3 separate regions of the Sus scrofa genome follow, and regions 2 and 3 are each linked to region 1. Evidence: chromatin contacts called from public HiChIP or PLAC-seq data. All regions are on one chromosome and are shown on one strand. Each heading gives the region's core, a stretch centred on a gene start, on an enhancer-like site or on the middle of the called end of the contact. The rest is flanking DNA. Distances are from core to core; before and after follow the strand shown.

The links. HiChIP or PLAC-seq counts read pairs in DNA pulled down with a chosen protein or histone mark.
Region 2: a contact with region 1 is called in an H3K27ac HiChIP or PLAC-seq map of skeletal muscle. The contact joins two enhancer-like sites. A contact is called at or near these places in 3 of 47 Hi-C or Micro-C datasets (embryonic fibroblasts and skeletal muscle) and 2 of 2 datasets of contacts at active chromatin or transcription factors (alveolar macrophages and skeletal muscle).
Region 3: an H3K27ac HiChIP or PLAC-seq map of skeletal muscle shows a contact between it and region 1. The contact joins two enhancer-like sites. A contact is called at or near these places in 1 of 47 Hi-C or Micro-C datasets (embryonic fibroblasts) and 1 of 2 datasets of contacts at active chromatin or transcription factors (skeletal muscle).

Annotation. Positions count from the first base shown.
Region 1 is chr5:77,145,218-77,149,288 of Sscrofa11.1, reverse strand. No RefSeq gene overlaps it. Among named protein-coding and RNA genes, the nearest start is that of SLC38A2, 21 kb to the right of the region's middle. Within about 2 kb of position 2,643, at least 8 of the 83 cell types and tissues checked have an H3K27ac peak or open chromatin away from gene starts, as enhancers often do. A contact at or near this core is called in skeletal muscle, where this site is marked.
Region 2 is chr5:77,276,821-77,280,812 of Sscrofa11.1, reverse strand. The region is part of intron 5 of LOC106510390 (a long non-coding RNA gene); the gene reads right to left. Among named protein-coding and RNA genes, the nearest start is that of SLC38A2, 150 kb to the right of the region's middle. Within about 2 kb of position 1,997, at least 8 of the 83 cell types and tissues checked have an H3K27ac peak or open chromatin away from gene starts, as enhancers often do. A contact at or near this core is called in skeletal muscle, where this site is marked.
Region 3 is chr5:77,326,877-77,330,901 of Sscrofa11.1, reverse strand. All of the region lies in intron 5 of LOC106510390 (a long non-coding RNA gene), which reads right to left. Among named protein-coding and RNA genes, the nearest start is that of SLC38A4, 160 kb to the left of the region's middle. Within about 2 kb of position 1,716, at least 8 of the 83 cell types and tissues checked have an H3K27ac peak or open chromatin away from gene starts, as enhancers often do. A contact at or near this core is called in skeletal muscle, where this site is marked.

The DNA of each region.
Region 1 (4,071 bases), core at 1,394-3,893:
CCTGTCACATGTTTAGTACCTAATGACACTCAGAAATACCTCTTTAAAACTGCAGTAACTCAGAGCCACAATAGGTGTATCTGTTTTCACCAAGTACTGGCCATGAACTCTGAGCACATTTTATGTATCAAGTACGGTGGGAGGTACTTTGCATACACTGTTTCAAGGATCCCTACAGCAAGCAATCTTACAAGGTAGGTAAATATACCCCCAAACTTGCAGGTGAGGAGGCTGAAGATCAGAGAAGTTATTGCTTAAGGCAAGTGTAGTAACTAGCGGTGAATGCTAGAGTGAAGAGACAAACCCAGATCTTTTCAGATCCAAAGTCCTTGCTCCCTCCTACACCACTTTAGACTGTATCAAAACCTTCCAGTTGAAAACAATAATGGGACTGTTTGCATTTAAGGATACTTATTTTAAAATCTGTTAATAAGTATGTGACAAACAATTCAGTTATTTATTTGAAATGTATTACTAAATGCCTATAATATGCTAGTTGCTGGCTATCCTTAAAAGCAGCTCAGAATTAATCTAAGTGTCAACACACCCTGAAAAAAGTTAGAAAAAGTGAAAATGTCAAATTAGTTGGGTAATATGATAAGCAAAACAAAACAGAAATTCAAGGTTCTCTGGCTGATTGTTTTGAAAGGATATAGAGACACGAACTACTACAAATGTTGCCCAAGACTTGTTTATTGTCCTTTTGTCCAGCCTGAGTTGAAAACCCCAAGAATTTAAATCATTCCAAAGAGTCTCTAAATAAACTGGGACAAATTCACTGGCTAACGACAAATGTAGATATTGTCCAGCACATGAACTATGCTACACATAATTAAGCAAGGGAAGGATGTTTTCAAATTGTAGTACTAGTTAATCCCACGGAAAATACGAGAACAAATTTCTTTTTTTTAATCAATAAAAAGTAAGGAGACTGGTTCTCTTCCTATACACTTTGGGTAACATGATACCCGGCGCTTCAGTTTTCCAGTTTGTAAAAATGGAGAAAATCCTAGAAGCCATCTCGAAAGTTCAGGTTGATTAAATGCGATAATGCATTTGAAAAGTACTTGAGAAACTGTAATGTGATGAGTGCATGCTACTTATTATTAGACAGACGTTTGATAATAGAAACAACTGTGCCTGGAGTTATGCTTATACCAAGAGTGAGTAAAAAAGCAGAGTTCCTACTCATTTCAGAATGGAAAAAAACCTAGGGCAGGAGATGGAAGTGGAAATAATAAGTTTCTAAATGAAAAAGGAATACGAATAGAACCTAGCAGAAGTTATTTCAAGTTTATCTTAGAATGAGAGTAAACATATCTGAAACTATAAAAGTTTGAAGTGCCCTTTCCCAGCTGGCACTCTCTTTGTGGGGGACAGTAGAATATTACCTGATCCACCACATCTTCCAAAATTCAGGACTACCAAAACTGTAAGAGAAGAATCTGCAGAGGTAACGTCAAAGAGTCAAGACTTTCTGCTATGTTTGGTTGAAGTCCAGACTTTAATGGGATTTTAATCTATTGCATGTCCAATGAAAAATTTAACTGAGAATAATACTGAAAAGAAATAGTGGATGAGAAACAAGAAAGGCCAAAACCCACAAATCTTGTGAGGCCGCTCCTGACAGGATTTTATGTCAATAGACTGACTGGTTTTTAGCCAGGGCCTTTTCCAAGTACTCGGTCTTTCAGCTTGTAAATCATTGGAAACTGAATAAAACACACCATAGTAAATTGTAAGTGCATGTAGATAAAAAGAACCAATGGCATTGCAGAAATACAATTTATGGCTAAAAGGGCTTAATATTCTGGTGCCGTTCTCCTCATTTTTAGATGAGTATAAGGTCCGGGAGGACCTTAACCCTAAATTAAGTGCCTTAATAAAACCTCTGCTAGAAAACAGTCTTGGACTGTCAGCAAGATGCTTGTGGATTATCTTAAGTATTAATTCGCCATTGCCCAATGGATTCAATGACAAAAACCACTAAACCATCTTTTCCCCAACTCCAACTATTTAAGTAGACTGAGACTGAACAAAATGAACAGCACATCTCTGAAACTGAGGCAGAGGAAGTAACATTCAAAAATCTGCCTTCAGAGCCACCACCAGCAAGGTGCAGTTTGTGTACTGCCCCAAATCCTGGGTGGATGAGGCGGCAGGGGCTGAAATCCAGCTTGTATTCCACTTGTCAAGCCCTACACCCTCGGATGGGACCGTCAGCGAGGAAGAAGAGGAGCCTCCTCTAAATAAAAAGCCCATGAGTCAGAAGGGCTTCCGGGCTAGTTGTCACATAGACTAGCGGGCCCTACCTGGCTGACTCAGTAGTGAGAGCCTAAATGACATAGGGAAAACCATGACTTTTCCATCTCCTGGGGTAAGCCTTTCACATTATCAAATTACAACTGCTTGGCAACCCAAACTCTGACTAATAGCCCATCTCCCACTGAAGGGTAGCAACTAGGGTCTTTATCTCCAGTTGGAAATAATATAAACAAATTACCATCTAGCAAGACCCTTGTCCGGAGCTTTAAGCAATGGCAGTCATACTCTGCTATATTTTCCTCACCATCTTGTCCTCTGACTTTAGCTCCAGCTGCATGGAAGCACTTAGAAGATGTTTCACAAGAGGGAATAAATCCCGAGGATCATTTTTCTTTTAACTTTAGCTAGTGATATGTTGCAAACTGCCACTTGATATTAGCATCTCCGATGTGGCAAAGACAAAATTCCAGATTTTTTCTTTTCCTAAACGAAAACTAGCATAATTCTTCTATGTGTGCTAGCCATGGTTCTAAGTGCTTTCTTTACAGACTCATTAAATCCTCATCAGTTATTATTCATCCTTTATATTTGTGAAAACGGAAACCCACAGCTAGCAAGAAGCAAAACCAGGAATCAAGCCAGGCTGTCTGGATCCAGAGTCCACATGCTCCCTAGATTGCCTTGCTGTAGTTGCCATTCTAGTTGCAACGAAACAGTCACCTCTGAAGAATGTATCTTCCAATCCTTCCACACTATGAATAATGCCTTAGGGTAAAGTCTCTGGGAAATAAAATGCTGTGGTCCTTGAAGTCAGATATAATGCCTAACTTTTTAAAAATATTTTAAGTATCATATCAAAAGTATATTGAGATGCAATGTTCTCAACTAAAGTAAGCAAAGACCTGCTATGAAGGTTTTCTTCGTATTCAACAGAAAACATGATTTCTGCCAACAAATGAGAAGTATTTTATTTTATTTTTTTTATTTATTTTTTTTTTTGGTCTTTTTTTTTGCTATATCTGGGCCGCTCCCTCGGCATATGGAGGTTCCCAGGCTAGGGGTCCAATCGGAACTGTAGCCTCCGGCCTACGCCAGAGCCACAGCAACGAGGGATCCGAGCCTCGTCTGCGACCTACACCCCAGCTCACGGCAACACCAGATCGTTAACCCACTGAGCAAGGGCAGGGACCGAACCCGCAACCTCATGGTTCCTAGTCAGATTCGTTAACCACTGCACCACGACGGGAACTCCTTTTTTTTTTTTTTTTTTGTAGAAGTATTTCAAAGCAAGATGAAATGTTCCCCTCTCTCCAGGGACAAGAGATGCAAAAATCCTATATTCTTTTTTTTTCCCCCTTTTTAGGGCCACACTTGCGGCATATGGAAATTCCCAGTCCAAGGGCTGAATTGAGCTGCAGCTGCCAGTCCACACCACTGCCATGGGAACACCGGATCCAAGCCACATCTGTGCCCTACACCACAGCTTGAGGCAACACTGGATCTTTCACCCACTGAGAGAGGCCAGGGATCAAACCCGCATCCTCACAAACACTATGTAACGTAACCCACTGAGCGACACTGGAACTCCAAAAATTCCATATTCTAAAAAATCATCTGATTTGTCAGAGATGGCATTCAGCATCTTTTCTCTTCAATTCTTTATAAATTCAGGTTACAACGTTTATAAAGAGAAAATTTTCAAATTGTGTTAAAAACCACAAGGAGGGGGGCTTTAACCAGCATGTCTCATGACATTTCAGCATCTCAAGCATCTTGATCAGTCAAAGAAAGAAACAAGAATACTAC
Region 2 (3,992 bases), core at 748-3,247, 130 kb before region 1:
TCTAAAATGTGGCACAAATGAAATTATCTACAGAACAGAAGCAGACTCACAGATGTAGAGAACAGACTTGTGGTTGGCAAGGGGGTGGGGGGATGGACTGGGAGTTTGGGTTTGGTAGGTGCAAACTATTCCATTTAGAACAGATAAGCAATGAGGTCCTACTGTACAGCACAGGGAAACTCTATCCAGTCTCTTGAGATTGACCATGTGTATGTCTCTTGCGACATACATATATATATATATGTAAGACTGGGTCACTTTTCTGTACAGCATAAATTGGTACAACATTGTAAATAAACTATACTTTAATAAAAAGTGTTTCAAAAAGGGGGGGATAAAGTGAACTGCTCTGTCTTGTATTCATTAGTTAGTCACCAGCAGATAGATCAAACACAGAGTAGAGCTGTAAATGTCTAGCTCTGGGGTGTGGAAAAACTGCCAGAGATTTGTAAATAAATAACCAGATAAATAAATAAATAAATAAATAAATAAGTTTATTTTTTTAATTGCTGCTATTTTAGGTCCACCTAACACAAGGGCTTTGTGAGTCTGCTTTTGTGTGACTTCAGACGCTGGTATGAGCACCCAGTTCAGGAATATGTGCTCTTGTTCTAATTATGGAAATGACTGGACTGATCAAATTACTTAACAGCATATCTTGCATGACACCAAAGAAACAATTCCAACAAAGGACTTTGATTTGATGATTGAGAATTGCCAGCCGTTTGTACAGGCCTTTGAAGAAAGGGAAAGCTGGACTGATGATAATAGCATCAACAAGAGCAGTGGAAAGTTACTTAAGCTTTAATACTGCTGTTGTGGTTGTAATTGTTTTCTCCTTCATTACTGCTGCCTAGTTTAAAAACTAGAACTCTTGAGAAAATGAGCTATATTACCTCTCCGAAACCTTCAAACAGAAATATTGATTTACGACTCTTTTTCTAGATATTGTTGTTGGAGGTCTAACTTGTATCCTATTTACTAGATTTTTAAATAAGTTCTTTCCCTACTTAAAAAGGATCGAATGAGAGGGAGGAGAGACACATGTGGCCTGATGCTGATAATCTGTCTGATTGGCCCATTCCCTACGTCCCAGATCCTGGAAATACCAACAAAAGATCTACCCCTGCTATCCCCTCATATTGGAGATGAGTGGCCTGTGGGTGTGCAGATGAAGGAAGGTACTTAGTAAAGCATTGAAGTGGGAGAACCCCTCAATTGCTCTTGAAGCAGAAAACCCTGGCACCCTGGCAAGGGAAGAGAACAAGACTTCTCCTGGGGGTGCCTGGGGGCAAGGAGTGGGGAAGTCCGTCTCCAGATGGACACTGCACACATGCTTGTTGATTCATGCCCCCAGACAATAATTACAATATGCATAATAATAAGATGTCCTACTCTGGAGTTACTTTTACTTCCAAGTAGACCACGGCTATTCAACAATCCACTGATCAATCTTCCTGGGCAATGCTGTATCATTCTTGACACGCTTCCATTCCACATCCTACCCAACACCTCTCCACACACACAAGCCCATGCCAAAAAGGTGAGAGAGCATAAGAATAACATGTCCACTTCCCAGCAGTCTACATTCAAAGATGCTGGAATCACATCGGTCGATTTATAAATAACCCTCCCAAAGGAGCAACGATGACCTTAGAGGGACACTGAGAAGGCATGACTCCAGATAGAGTTTTGTTTCTCTTTCTCTAGCTGGCCTAAGTTGTGGCAAAAAAAAAAAAAAAAAGAAAGAAAGAAAGAAAAGAAAATGACCAAATTCATGAAAAAAAATTCTATTTGCCTATAATTTATTGAGCGACTTGTGCTGAAATGCATAAAAAAATAGTGTAAGGGTTAACCCTAATTAGTTTATATTTTCCTGCCTTCCCAAGCCAGGCTTGCTTCCCTTCTCTGGTGACAGGCACTGCATTCTCTCCTGCCCTCCCCTCAAAATGTGTTCCCAAGACAGACCCAAGAGACCAATTCTTCTTTAGAGAGAATGACTAATGGGGCTTTAAGTGGCCTCCTCTTTGGAATAAAGAGCTGTGTTTTGAAAGGGCAGGGATAGGGCCCAGGTTCTCCTGGAGCCTCTGAAATCATGGCTGCCTTTCTCAAGGATTCACACACATTCTGGAGTTGGCTCAGGTGGTGACTGCCAGGAGAACGTACTAACAACTCATCATTTGTACATTACTGGCATTACTTCCACCAATATTTATTTATTGGTTGCTACAGAAGTCTATTTATTTGCTGTGAGTTCAGCATTTCAACAGGAGTTTCCTGTTGGCCTAAGGGTTAAGGATTCCATGTTGTCACTGCTGTAGCTTGGGTTTGATCTCTGGCCCAGGAACTTCTGCATGCCACAGGCACAGCCAAGAAAAATAAAATAAAATAAAGGAAATCTGCAGGAGCAATGTCCTTAACCATGAGATGTAAGCTGGGTCTATCTCCTTGGATCCTTAGTTTTCTTGCCTGTGGTTTCAGACACTAGGCCCCCTCACTCTGGGAACACTGACCTGAAGGATGCTACTCCTTAGCTACACTGGGGGAGGCAGGCGAGAACCATGATGACAGCAGGATGCTTGTAAGGGCCACCTTCCTGGCTCCTTCTATCCCCACCAGCTAACACCTCCAGAGAAGAGCAATGTTGCTTCCGAGCAAGAAAAACTCAGCCTAGAACCTGAGGGGTTGGCTTGACATGGCAACATGCTTGCGCCACACGATCAGCATCTCCTCCCTTCCTTCTCCAAACCTTCTCTTCCCATAGTTCCTCAGCACAGGAAGTATCTGTGCTTGCCACAGGGACTGATGGCATGGGCTTGGAAACCCATGGCCAGATCCCTGGGTTCAAATCCCAATTCCACCACTTAGTCCACATGACATATTGAGCAAGCTTTAATTGCTCTAAGCTTCACCTTCTGCATCCACGGAATGGATCTAACAACCGCTATGCAGATTAGAATGAGAATGAAATGGAATAATGCATGCAAAGCACTTAGCCAATATATATATATATTTTTTTGTCTTTTTGCCTTTTCTAGGGCCTCTCCCAGGGCACATGGAGGTTCCCAGGCTAGGGGTCTAATCAGAGCTGTAGCTGCCGGTCTATGCAGGAGCCACAGCAATGCGGGATCCGAGCCGTGTCTGCAACCTACACCACAGCGGGATCCTTAACCCACTGAGCAAGGCCAGGGATCGAACCCACAACATCATGGTTCCTAGTCGGATTCGTTAACCACTGAGCCATGATGGGAAGCACTTAGCAATATGCCAGGTACATAATAAGCACTCAAAACATAGTAGCTGATATTATTAATGAAACCACCATGTATGCAGTTGCTCAAATATGACAGGTCCCATTTTTCTCTTAGCCACCCTGACCTTATGTCCAATAAATTCTATCTTCTAAATATAGTTGAAGTGGAGATTCCACTTCTTCCTCCCCATCCCTGCTGTAATAACATCTTTTCTACCATTATAACCTTCTAACTTTGTACACCCATTCTCTTCCTATGCCAACCCTTCTGTGCATTTCCCAGTGGTGTGAATATTCTATAAGAGAACCGTACTCATGACACTCCACTAATTAAGATCTTTCAAGGGCTCCACGCATTACCTCCTGGATGCAATCCCAGCTCCTCAGCACACCCCCTTCAAGGCCTAGGGCTGTATTTCTCGCTCCCCGCTCACCTTACACACCTTCCTCCCAGAACAATCTCTACTTCTTAAAAGGGCCCTTGTGTCCAAGTGCCTATGAACGTGCTCTTCCTGGCACACGTTCCACTCTTCACATGACAGACTCCCCATAGCCTCTAAGACTCAGTGCCCAGCATTCTAGTCCAAGAATTCTTCCTGACTCCTCACTCACATAATACACGACTTTCTTTTCTGTTTTCTTGTCCAGCTCCTTCTGTTTAGAACAGAGCTTCTTGAAAGGAGGGACTGGGTACCTTGCCACATCCTGCATTGCAAAGGACTAACTAGGTGTTAAATCC
Region 3 (4,025 bases), core at 467-2,966, 180 kb before region 1:
CTCAATGTTTTAAATGATTGAGCCTGGATATAACTTGCATACGCTCTAATGGAAAAAACTGGAAAGGACCCGGCGGTCTAGTGGAAAATGAATTTTTTTTCTACTTCTAAAGTCGGAGAAGCAGCTCTCTGAAATCTACCAGAGCCCCTAGCTCTTTGGCACCCTCCACTGTGGTTGTGCTTCCCAGCAGAGAAGCTTCTAAGCATGGAAAGCATGGGTGACAAGCATTTATTAACTGTTTGAGTGCCATGGCCAGGGTCCTAACCTCCACCTGCATTCATTTCCAACATCTCTCACTGGTCTACACAGAAAGCCGTAAGAGGTATAAGAAGACATGAGACATGATGATATACGTCAATGTTCTCTAGGGAAGGAAACTGGACTTCCGGTTTTCTGGCACTGCGCATTGAATGCCTCTTGTGTATAGCGCATTCACAAGTGCAGGTGTCCACTTGGCAAAATAAGTCCCACCCTGCTCTCCAACAGGGAGCATATAATCTAAAAAAGAAAGGTGGAACAAGAGGAAATGACATGAGAAAGAAGTGGTAGAGAAGCAGAAACAGGGAGACATCACGTCAACCACAACCGCATAAAGCAGGCATTCAATAGCTACTTGATGAGTTGAATTATTTGCTGAAAGCTTAATTTGATTTTAAGGAACATTTACTCCAATTTAGTTGGTTTAAATGAGTCCTAATATAACTGACAATAAGCTATTGCACCAACTAGCAAAAACAAACTCCTAGCGGCATGCTCTGATGGATGAGATGAAAAAAAACCAACATTCCTAATTAACATTTGGAATTCTTGAGTGAAAGAGTTGAGAAACTGTACTAAAAACCGTTACAAGAATTTAAATACCTACAAGCAAATTACCTACTTTTTTTTGACCCCCCCTTTTTTAAATCAGGAGATAATCACTTTTTTTTTTTTTTTTTTGGTCTTTTTGTCTTTTAAGGGTCGCACCTGAGGCATACGAAGGTTCCCAGGCTAGGGGTCAAATTGGAGCTGTAGCCACCGGCCTAATGTACAGCCACAGCAACTCGGGATCCAAGCCGAGTCTGCAGCCTACACCATAGCTCACAGCAATGTCTGACCCTTAACCCACTGAGCAAGGCCAGGGATGGAACCCGTGTCCTCATGGATACTAGTCGGATTCATAAACTGATGAACCAGGACAGGAACTCCCACTTTGTTTTTAATATTACTTTTTCTTGCATTTCTTACTCTCTACCCAGTATCTAATACTTGCTTTTCCAACACAAATATTACACAGCTCATACTAATTTTAGACTAGGAAAGGCATGGGTAATATTCACCAATTTGGCAAGAAAACTGAAAACAGCAGTGGAGACAAAATGGAGTGCAGTATAACAGAGTCATCGTGTGTTTGTTTTATTCGGAGCCTAGCAATGAGTATATGCTTTAGCTTTTCTGGTATTGTTTTGTCCTAATTGTCAATTAGCTCACTACTTCCACTTTGGAAATAAGGCTTGTTAATAATGTGGTGATATATTGTATCCTACAATGCTTTTTCTATTTTTTTAGGGCTGCACCCAAAACATATGGAGGTTCCCAGGTTGGAGGCCAAATCAATCAGAACAGCAGCTGCTGGCCTATGCCACAGCCTCGGCAATGCAGGATCTGAGCCACATTTGAGACCTACATTGCAGTTCACCACAACACTGGATCATTAACTCACTCAGCAGGGACGGGGATCCAACCCACATCCTCATAGATATTAGTCAGGTTCATTACCGCTGAGCTGCAATGGGAACTCCTGCATTTTCCTATTTTGAAGAAGTGACTTGTGTCTCTTTGGAATTTGAAGTACTGATTTGAAATAAAGATTTAACCCTTATTTACTTTTCTCCTCAGGTGTATTTTTATTCATCAGTTTGCCATTATACTTGCATAGTTAAAAGATACAGCTTTACTGACATCTTAATGCTTTTGAAAATTGTCCTAATTTCCTAGGATCCATAATTTCAAACTTGATTTAAGACCTCTCTGGAAGGGGAAGGGAGAAAAATGAATATTGATCAAACACCTTCTCTGTACCTTCTTTTTTGTGTGCTGGGTGTTTTATATGTCAACTCATTTCAGTGTAAGTAATATTATCCTTATTTTACCTCTGAGGAAACTGAGACTTAGTAACTAGCCCATGGTCACACTGCTAGAAATAGCAGGGCCAGAACCGCATCCAGATCTGCTGAATTCCAAGGCGTGGGCTCTTGTCCACATTGTAAGGAGACAGAATTACACAACAACTGGAGGGAGCCTCAGAGATCACTTAATCCAACAGGGTAAACCCTCCCTCCCTCTCCATCTGCTCACAACTCCACCAAACACACATTTCACAGACAAGGAGACTGAAAATCAGATAATTAATGCTTTGCCAAGACACAAGTTATGCAAGTGGTGAATGTACTCATACAAGTGATACTCGACAGCTTTACAGATGCAAAATTATTGATTTTTGGTCCTTCCAAACCCTGTCTTTTAAGTCAGTTTTATTGAGATATAATTCATATTCAGAGACTTATTTAAGTTATAAAAATCAATGATGGGCAGATGTATACACTCTTAAGAACCCCCAATAATCGAAATACAGAACATTTCCACTTGCCCCAGAAGGTTCCTCGTGCTTTGTACACTGGTCTTCCCTATACCCACAGCCCAAGGCAAAAACTGATCAGCTCTGGTCACTATTATTAGTTTCCATTTCCTAGAATGTGATGTAATTCATACCGTGTCTGAATTCTTTTCCTTGGCATGTGATTCTGAGAGTCATCCATGTTGTTCTGTGTATTTCATGTAGTTTGTTCCTTTGGATTGTTGAATAGCATTCCCTTGTATGGATCTGTTTCTCCATGACATGTTGAGGGACATTTGGGTCATTTCCAGGTCTTACAGCTATTGTGAATGAAGGTGCTGTGAACATAGGTGTGCCAGCCTTTATGTTCTCATCTTCTCACCTGTTTTTTGGTTTTCCTTTCCTTTCCTTTCCTTCCTTCTGGCCTATGGCATATGGACGTTCCCAGGCTAGGGGTCGAGTTGGAGCTGCAGCCTCTGGCCTATGCCACAGCAACCGCAACACCAGATCCGAGCCACATCTGCAACCTACACCTCAGCTCACGGCAATGCCAGATCCTTAACCTACTGAGTGAGGCCAGGGATCAAACAGGCATCCTCATGGATACTAGTCAGATTGGTTTCCACTGAGACATGACAGGAACTCCTCTTTTCTTTTCTTTTCTTTTTCCTTTCTTTTTATAACCACACCTGTAGCATATGGAAGTGTCCGGGTTAGGGGTCAAATCAGAGCTGCAGCTACAGCCTACATCAGAGCCATGGCACCATTGGATCCTTAACGCACTGAATGAGGCCAGGGATCAAACCCACATCCTCACAGACAGTATGTCGGGTTCTTAGCCCTCTGAGCCACAACGGGAACTCCTTATCTGTTTTTATTTTTCTTGAGTCACCGCAGTGGGATGACTCTACCACACACTATGTGTATGTTTAACTATTTAAGAAACTGACCGTCTTCCAAAATGGTTATACTATTTCACATTTCCACCAGCAATGTTCTGTCCCAGTGTCTTCTCATCTTTGCAAATATTTAGCCAAAATTTCCAGTCATTTCCATTTTGACCATTCTGGTACATGTATATAAGTATTCATTTGAATTTCCCTAATGACCAATGATGTTAAACATCCTTTCATGTATTATTAGACATTACAATATCTTCTTTTATAAAGGGTCTATTCAATTCATTTATTTATTTTTATAGAGTTGTTGGCTTATTGTAGAGTTTGTATTCTCTGAATATTCTGTACACAAATTCCTCATAAACTATATGTGGTGGTGGTTTTAAAAGCTAGTCTGCAAAATCTGGGCTAGCCTTCCAGTCATGTGGTGGAACTTAGTTTAACTTCGCTTGAGTGTGGGCTGGATGTAGGGGCTCTATTTGAGTCAACAGAACATGACCAAGGGGTGAACTATTACTTTGGAAAGCAGG